Linked DNA regions of Mus musculus: region 2 is linked to region 1. The links are chromatin contacts, called in public HiChIP or PLAC-seq maps. All regions are on one chromosome and are shown on one strand. Each heading gives the region's core, a stretch centred on a gene start, on an enhancer-like site or on the middle of the called end of the contact. The rest is flanking DNA. Distances are from core to core; before and after follow the strand shown.

Region 1 (2,933 bases), core at 203-2,702:
AGATGGAGGAGCTCTTGATACAGTTGGAAGTCCATTTCTTTTAGGGTGATCAGCTACAGTGACGAGGACAGGATGAGAAAATGCTGCAGTAGGCATCCCTGACCACATGAATTACTTAGATTCATATTAAAGGCCATTGTTCACAATCATAAGAACTTTATTTTATGAGAGCATTCATGGATATCTTGATGGAGTGGGCCCAGTAATACTGGTAGGGGTGTGTGCCATGTGTGTGCTGTATACACTGCATGTATACAATCCTGTGCACATGCATATTGTGTATACATGTGTGTGCACATTGTATGTGTATAGCTGTGAATATACTGCCTGTACATATGTGTGCTGGGTGCATACGTGTGCATGTATGCTATGAGCATACATGAATACCACGTGTGTGCTGTTGTCTGTGATGTGTTCACGTGTGTTTTATAAGTATGCTGTGTGTTGTGTGGGTGAATGTGTAGGCTGCCCATATCTGTTGCATGTGCGTGTGCTGTACCACATGTGTGTGCATGCACTCCATGGTTGCATTGCTGCAGGTGTACTTTGTATGATGTGCTGTGTGTGTTCATGTGTGCTATTTGTGTACTGCATGTGTGTGTGTGTGCATTTTCTGTGCCATAGCTTCCTGTGGAAATCATCTTTTTGAGCCTGTGGACCTCGGCAGCAGTGAGGCTGGGTGAGACTGAGTCTTCAGGGCAGTCTGCCCCCTGCTTCCTAGATGTGGTGATGCCCTTGCTGTCCTCTGCAGCTGGAGATCTGGGAAGCAGAGAGCAATGGTTCTGGAGGAGGAAAGCCAGGTAGAGCCTGGAGATGGGATGATGAGGCTGTGTGTCATGAAGGGTGTCAAGAACTATGTGTTTCTGGGTAGAAGAGGACATAGGGTCCTTGTGCTCCAGACTTCTGTTCAGATCTATATGGTCCTTGAGATTTGCCTGCCCAGTTTGTCTCTTCTAAACCTCATGTTCAAGTCTGCTCCCCAAAGTCACAGTGTTGAGACGGAGTGGAACAGTGGGCTGGGTCAGGTCTCACAGTAGCGAGTGCTTCCAGGTCCTGCAGGGATGGCGTTGCGACTGCTGGTGCTGAGTGTCACACCAGTCAGCCTGCGACTTCCATTCACCTTTCTGCTTTTGGCCATGGGCTGAAGCAGCAGAAGACTCCCATATGCAGCTGAGGGAACTTCACATTCACAACCAAGAGCTGAAACAGATCTCATTCTTTTATAATGTAACCCGTCTCAGATATTCTGTTACAAAAACAAGGAATAGACGAAGATCAGGTGTAGTTGCCCGGTGCCATTTTTTTTTCTTCTTTCTTGTTTGTTGACCATTGTGTGACGCCCCACAGAGCTGTTTCCTTAGACTCGGCTTTCAGGAACAGCTTCTTCAGAACAGAGCTGAGCTACCCAGCGTTGAGACTGAGCCACAATGTCATTTGCATACACGGTGATTAGCTCAGTTATTTGCATGAAAGTTGCATCAGTTTAGTTACATAATGATCAAGTCAGACAGTGAGCCAATCTGAGGGTGTTTTTAAAATTCTTTTCTCTTCACCAAATCTGTTTGTAGTTTAATCTGGTTGTGTGGCTCCTGAAAGGTGTGCTATCTCCACGAGAAGTGGTTTCGCAACTCTCCCGGGTTAAACCCATGATCTGGCCCCACCACAAGCTTCAACCAAAGCTCACAGCGGGCAGCTGCTAGAGCCTGTAGTGAGACTCCATGCATCCAAGACAGCGGGAGAAACGAGGAGACCTGGGGCAGACTGCACTGGCCCCCACCCTGGGGTAGAATAGTATGCTGCTCTAAACCAGTGAGGCTAGGAATTGTGACTTGCTGAAAGGTCATCAGAAAGTACCTGCTCTAGCTAGCAGTGAGCACCCTTCTCACAGAGCCTCGCCCACGGGCACGACAGCACCTTCACACATGGCTTCAAGGATGTGCCTACTCTTGGCTGCTCCATGGTCAAGGATGAACTTCAAGAGCCAGTTTGTAGGCACATAAAAACAAACACCAGGGTATGAATCAATGAGGCTGGGAGTGTGTGTGTGTGTTCTGGCATTTGCCTGTTCTGGGGACTTCAAGAAAGCCCCCAGCTCTGTTTCAGTGATGTGGGCTTAGAGGGTCAGACTACAGAAGCTAGTGAAATAGCATGCATAAAAACCATCGCCATGGCTGCACACGCTCAGTCCTCAGTCAGGGCTGGCCACCCTTACATGTTGTCACCACTACTACCATTAAGGCAGCAGGAGGGGGGGAGGCTGGAGAGATGATGGCTCAGCGGTTAAGAGCACTGACTGCCCTTCCAGAGGACCTGGGTTCAATTTCTGGCAACCACATGGTGGCTCACAACCATCTGTAACGGGATCTGATGTCATCTTCCGGTGTGTCTGAAGACAATGACAGTGTTCTCACATATATTAAACAAATCTTTAGGGGAATGGATGGACCATCTGCATGGGAATCTTCTAGCCTCAGGGATGCTTGGGGAGTTGGACTCTGAAGACAACAGGAAATCATCGCTTACATCCATGGATGTAAAGGCTGGGCTTGCAGGGCACAGCACTAGCCAGTGATGATGTGGCATCTGGAAACACAGTATTAACTGGGGTTCATTTCAGTTGGATCACAGATAATTGCACGCACCATCTCTAATTGATGGTGAGGAAGCTCTGCTAATGAACAGGGGGTTTCAAACTGAGAGACTCAAGACTCTACAGCCTCCCTATGTGGACGTGACCCATAGCCACCTCTGCTGTCATCCTTTACACCCCAAACAGTGACTGTGATGTTGGATGTCAGGTCAGGGTGTCTCAGGCTGGATGCACAATGCTATTAGGCTCTCTTTCTTCCTCTACATTCCATCTTGAAAAGAAGCAAACCTCATGTCTGGTGGGCCTCTATCCATTGAAATGCAGTGACCACCAAGTCCGGAAA
Region 2 (2,933 bases), core at 115-2,614, 340 kb after region 1:
CCACAGGTTGAGAATCACCGCACTAGCGTTATCTGGAGGGAAAGGAACTTCAATTGAGAACAATGTTTCCATAAGATCCAACTGTAGGGCATTTTCTTAATTAATGATTGATGGGGGAAGGCCCCGCCCATTGTGGGTGGAGCCATCCCTGGGCTGGTCAGGGGGTTCTATAAGAAAGCAGGCTGAAACCGGATTTGGTGGTATATGCCTCTAATCCCAGCACTCAGAAGGCAGAGGCAGAGGCGGGAGGTTGGGGCTAGCCTGGCCTATACAGTGAGTCCCAGACCAATTTAAGCTACCTGCAGGTGACAGATCAGTAAAGTAGATTGACACCACCAAGTCAGTCTGCTAGTGGCAGAGCTGGGATGCGAACCCAGGGCTGTGTGGCTCCATGAAAAGAGTCCCAAATCCAGAACCTGAGGGCTAAGGCAGGTAGGAGCCAAACTTGGTGACCTGCGTTCAATCCACAAACCCATATGGTAGAAGGAGAAAGCCCAGGTTTGCAAACTGATCTCTGTGCACGTGCGCGCACACGAACTTTTTTTTTTTTTTTTAATTAAGAGATGTGAGCTGTTGTCCCATTCTGCCGTTGAGAAAACTGATCCAAGATCACAAGAGACTGAGGGCAAAAATCTGAATCTGTGGGCCGTCTGACTCCAGAGTGTGCCCAGTAACCTCTCAAAGCAGGCCCTGGGAGCTTCCGGTTCAATATTTGTGGGTTGAGATGGGAGCCCTGCCCTCTGCACCAAAGAAAACTTAATTTGGTAAACAAAAAGCCATAGCCAGCCGCTCCAGAGAATGCAAACTAAAAAAGGTCAGGAGGGCATGTTGGCTCAAAATGACCCGGGTTGAATACTAAGCCAGCTCGGGCTACACAGTAAGTCCCGACCAACCTGGGCTACACCGTGAATTAATTCCTAGCCAGGCCTGGTCTACACGGTGCGAAGCCATCTCAAAAACAAAAGTAGATTAGAGAGGACAAGAAAGGGGGTAAAGAAAAGGGACAAACGGTGAAACCGGGACTAAGAAGTGGGAAACGTTTGGTGATGTGGCTACTGCCATTGCACACCAGAGAAACTGAAGCACACAGAGCCTAGGTGGAGGCCCAGGAAGGTAGCAGATGCTGGGACGGGAAAACAGGACGCAAATGCTCGCCCTAGCCGGTGGCCTCGACCCCGCCCCATGCACACAAGCGACAGCCAATGGAAGCGGCACACGGCGCGCCTTTCCCGGGGGGATGCTCTAGCTAGCTCTAGAACCCGGAAGCGCGGCGGATGGACAAGTCGAGACAGCCAATCCGCCGCGGCAAGGGCGGCCGTCCGTCCAATGGCGAGGCGACGGGAGCGGGGCGAGGTGGTGGGGGCGGGGCCTGCGACCGCGGCTGCGGGGAACGGCCGCGCGGGTTTGGATGCTGGAGGCGGGCACGAGCCCTGGGCCGGTTCGTAGCGGGAGCTCGCGGCAGCCTCATTCCACCCCCCACCCCACCCCCCGCTTCGGGAGTAAGCCGAAGTCTGCTGGGCTCGAGCCGCTGCACAGGCCGCGCGAAGTGATGACGTGGCGGGTCAGGCCCCGGAGCTCCGGCGCCGCCTGTCAGAACGGCGTCATCCCTCATCTGTAAACCGGGAGCTACAGGTAGCTTGCTCGCTCTTCGCAAGGGGGCTGACAGCGTGCAAGGCTGGCCGGCAGCGCAGTGTCCGGCACACCATAGTTGCCCAATAAATGCTTATTGTTGGCAAGATGGCATTTGCATACCTGATCCCTCGCTCCCCCCCCCCATCCCCCGCCAGCCCCCAAGCTTGTGTTCGCCCTCGCTGAGGTAGGGCATCATCACCCACTGTTGTTGGCCAGGCCTTGGGTTTCCCTGTCTATGATGGACAAGCCAGGGAAGGAAGGGCAGAAGGGACACAACATTGGTCACCGAGGCTGTCGGTATTCATATGGTAACATCAGGACACCAGACATTTGTCCTTATCGAAGATTGTGGTGTGTGTCCAGGGGCGTATGCAGGAGTTACAGCCCAAACACTAGGTGTCCTGTGGCAATAGTCGCTTGTGGTGGACTAGTGGACTAAGAGGGGGGCTGAAAAGTCCCCGACTTCACTTTTCTGAGTTCTGATTGCATCTCCTCTGGGGAGGGCGGTGTGGAAACATCACCTCCTGGGGTTGTAGGCTGAGATTATGAAAGTTAATATATATAAATGCATTAGAGTCCTATCACTCTACCCCGGAGGAGCTATGGGTTAGGATGAATCTTCCCAGGCTGGCCCTGCACCATGAGACCCCTCCCCCATTTCCGTGGTCCCTAATGAATTAGAAAGTGTGACGATTCTGTGTCTGGTCTCTCCATCTGGGAACGGGTCCACTCCCACTGCCTCATTCTTTTACAATGCTTGGTTCCTTGCAGGGTCCAGCTTTTCCTCTGTGTCGAGTGCTCTGGGCCCAGCCCTCAGTCCAGATGATACTCATGCCAATGGCGTCGGTGGTGGCAGTGGCCGAACCCAAATGGGTCTCCGTCTGGGGCCGTTTCCTGTGGATGGCGCTGCTGAGCATGGCTCTGGGGTCGCTGCTGGCTCTGCTGCTGCCGCTGGGAGTTGTGGAAGAGCATTGCCTGGCTGTGCTCAGAGGTTTCCACCTGCTCAGGAGCAAACTGGACAGGGCACAGCCTGTGGTCCCCAAGTGCACCAGCCTATGCACAGAGCTCAGTGTCTCCTCCAGGGATGCAGGGCTGCTGACAGTCAAGACTACGGCGTCTCCAGGTGAGTGTGCTGGCCAACTTGGTTGGCCTTGTCAGTTTGTGTGTGTGTAAGCATGAGGGCGTCCCAGTGAATGAGACAGTCCGGAACTCCAGTCTGATGAGTGACTGAGAACGGGTGTCCCAGCATTTGGAGGGAGACACACAAAGGGTGGGCCCTGAGCTGCACCTCAGATCTACAT

What was found. HiChIP or PLAC-seq counts read pairs in DNA pulled down with a chosen protein or histone mark.
Region 2: a contact with region 1 is called in an H3K27ac HiChIP or PLAC-seq map of SST interneurons, with 6 times the contacts expected there. The contact joins the promoter of Ficd here to the enhancer-like site in region 1. A contact is called at or near these places in 3 of 39 promoter capture datasets (cranial neural crest, embryonic stem cells and second pharyngeal arch cranial neural crest), 1 of 15 datasets of contacts at CTCF or cohesin (the NIH/3T3 cell line), 10 of 484 Hi-C or Micro-C datasets (CD4 T cells, the Patski cell line, bone marrow-derived macrophages and 7 more), 18 of 115 datasets of contacts at active chromatin or transcription factors (SST interneurons, bone marrow-derived macrophages, embryonic basal ganglia and 12 more) and 3 of 9 other capture datasets (adipose tissue, macrophages and pancreatic islet).

Annotation. Positions count from the first base shown.
Region 1 is chr5:113,392,544-113,395,476 of GRCm38.p6, forward strand. No RefSeq gene overlaps it. Among named protein-coding and RNA genes, the nearest start is that of Aym1, 37 kb to the left of the region's middle. Within about 2 kb of position 1,453, at least 15 of the 459 cell types and tissues checked have an H3K27ac peak or open chromatin away from gene starts, as enhancers often do. A contact at or near this core is called in SST interneurons and cortical neurons, where this site is marked.
Region 2 is chr5:113,734,418-113,737,350 of GRCm38.p6, forward strand. It overlaps Ficd (FIC domain containing), which reads left to right and starts at 1,365. Exons shown (of 3, transcript NM_001010825.3): 1 at 1,365-1,632; 2 at 2,404-2,755. The coding sequence starts at 2,455.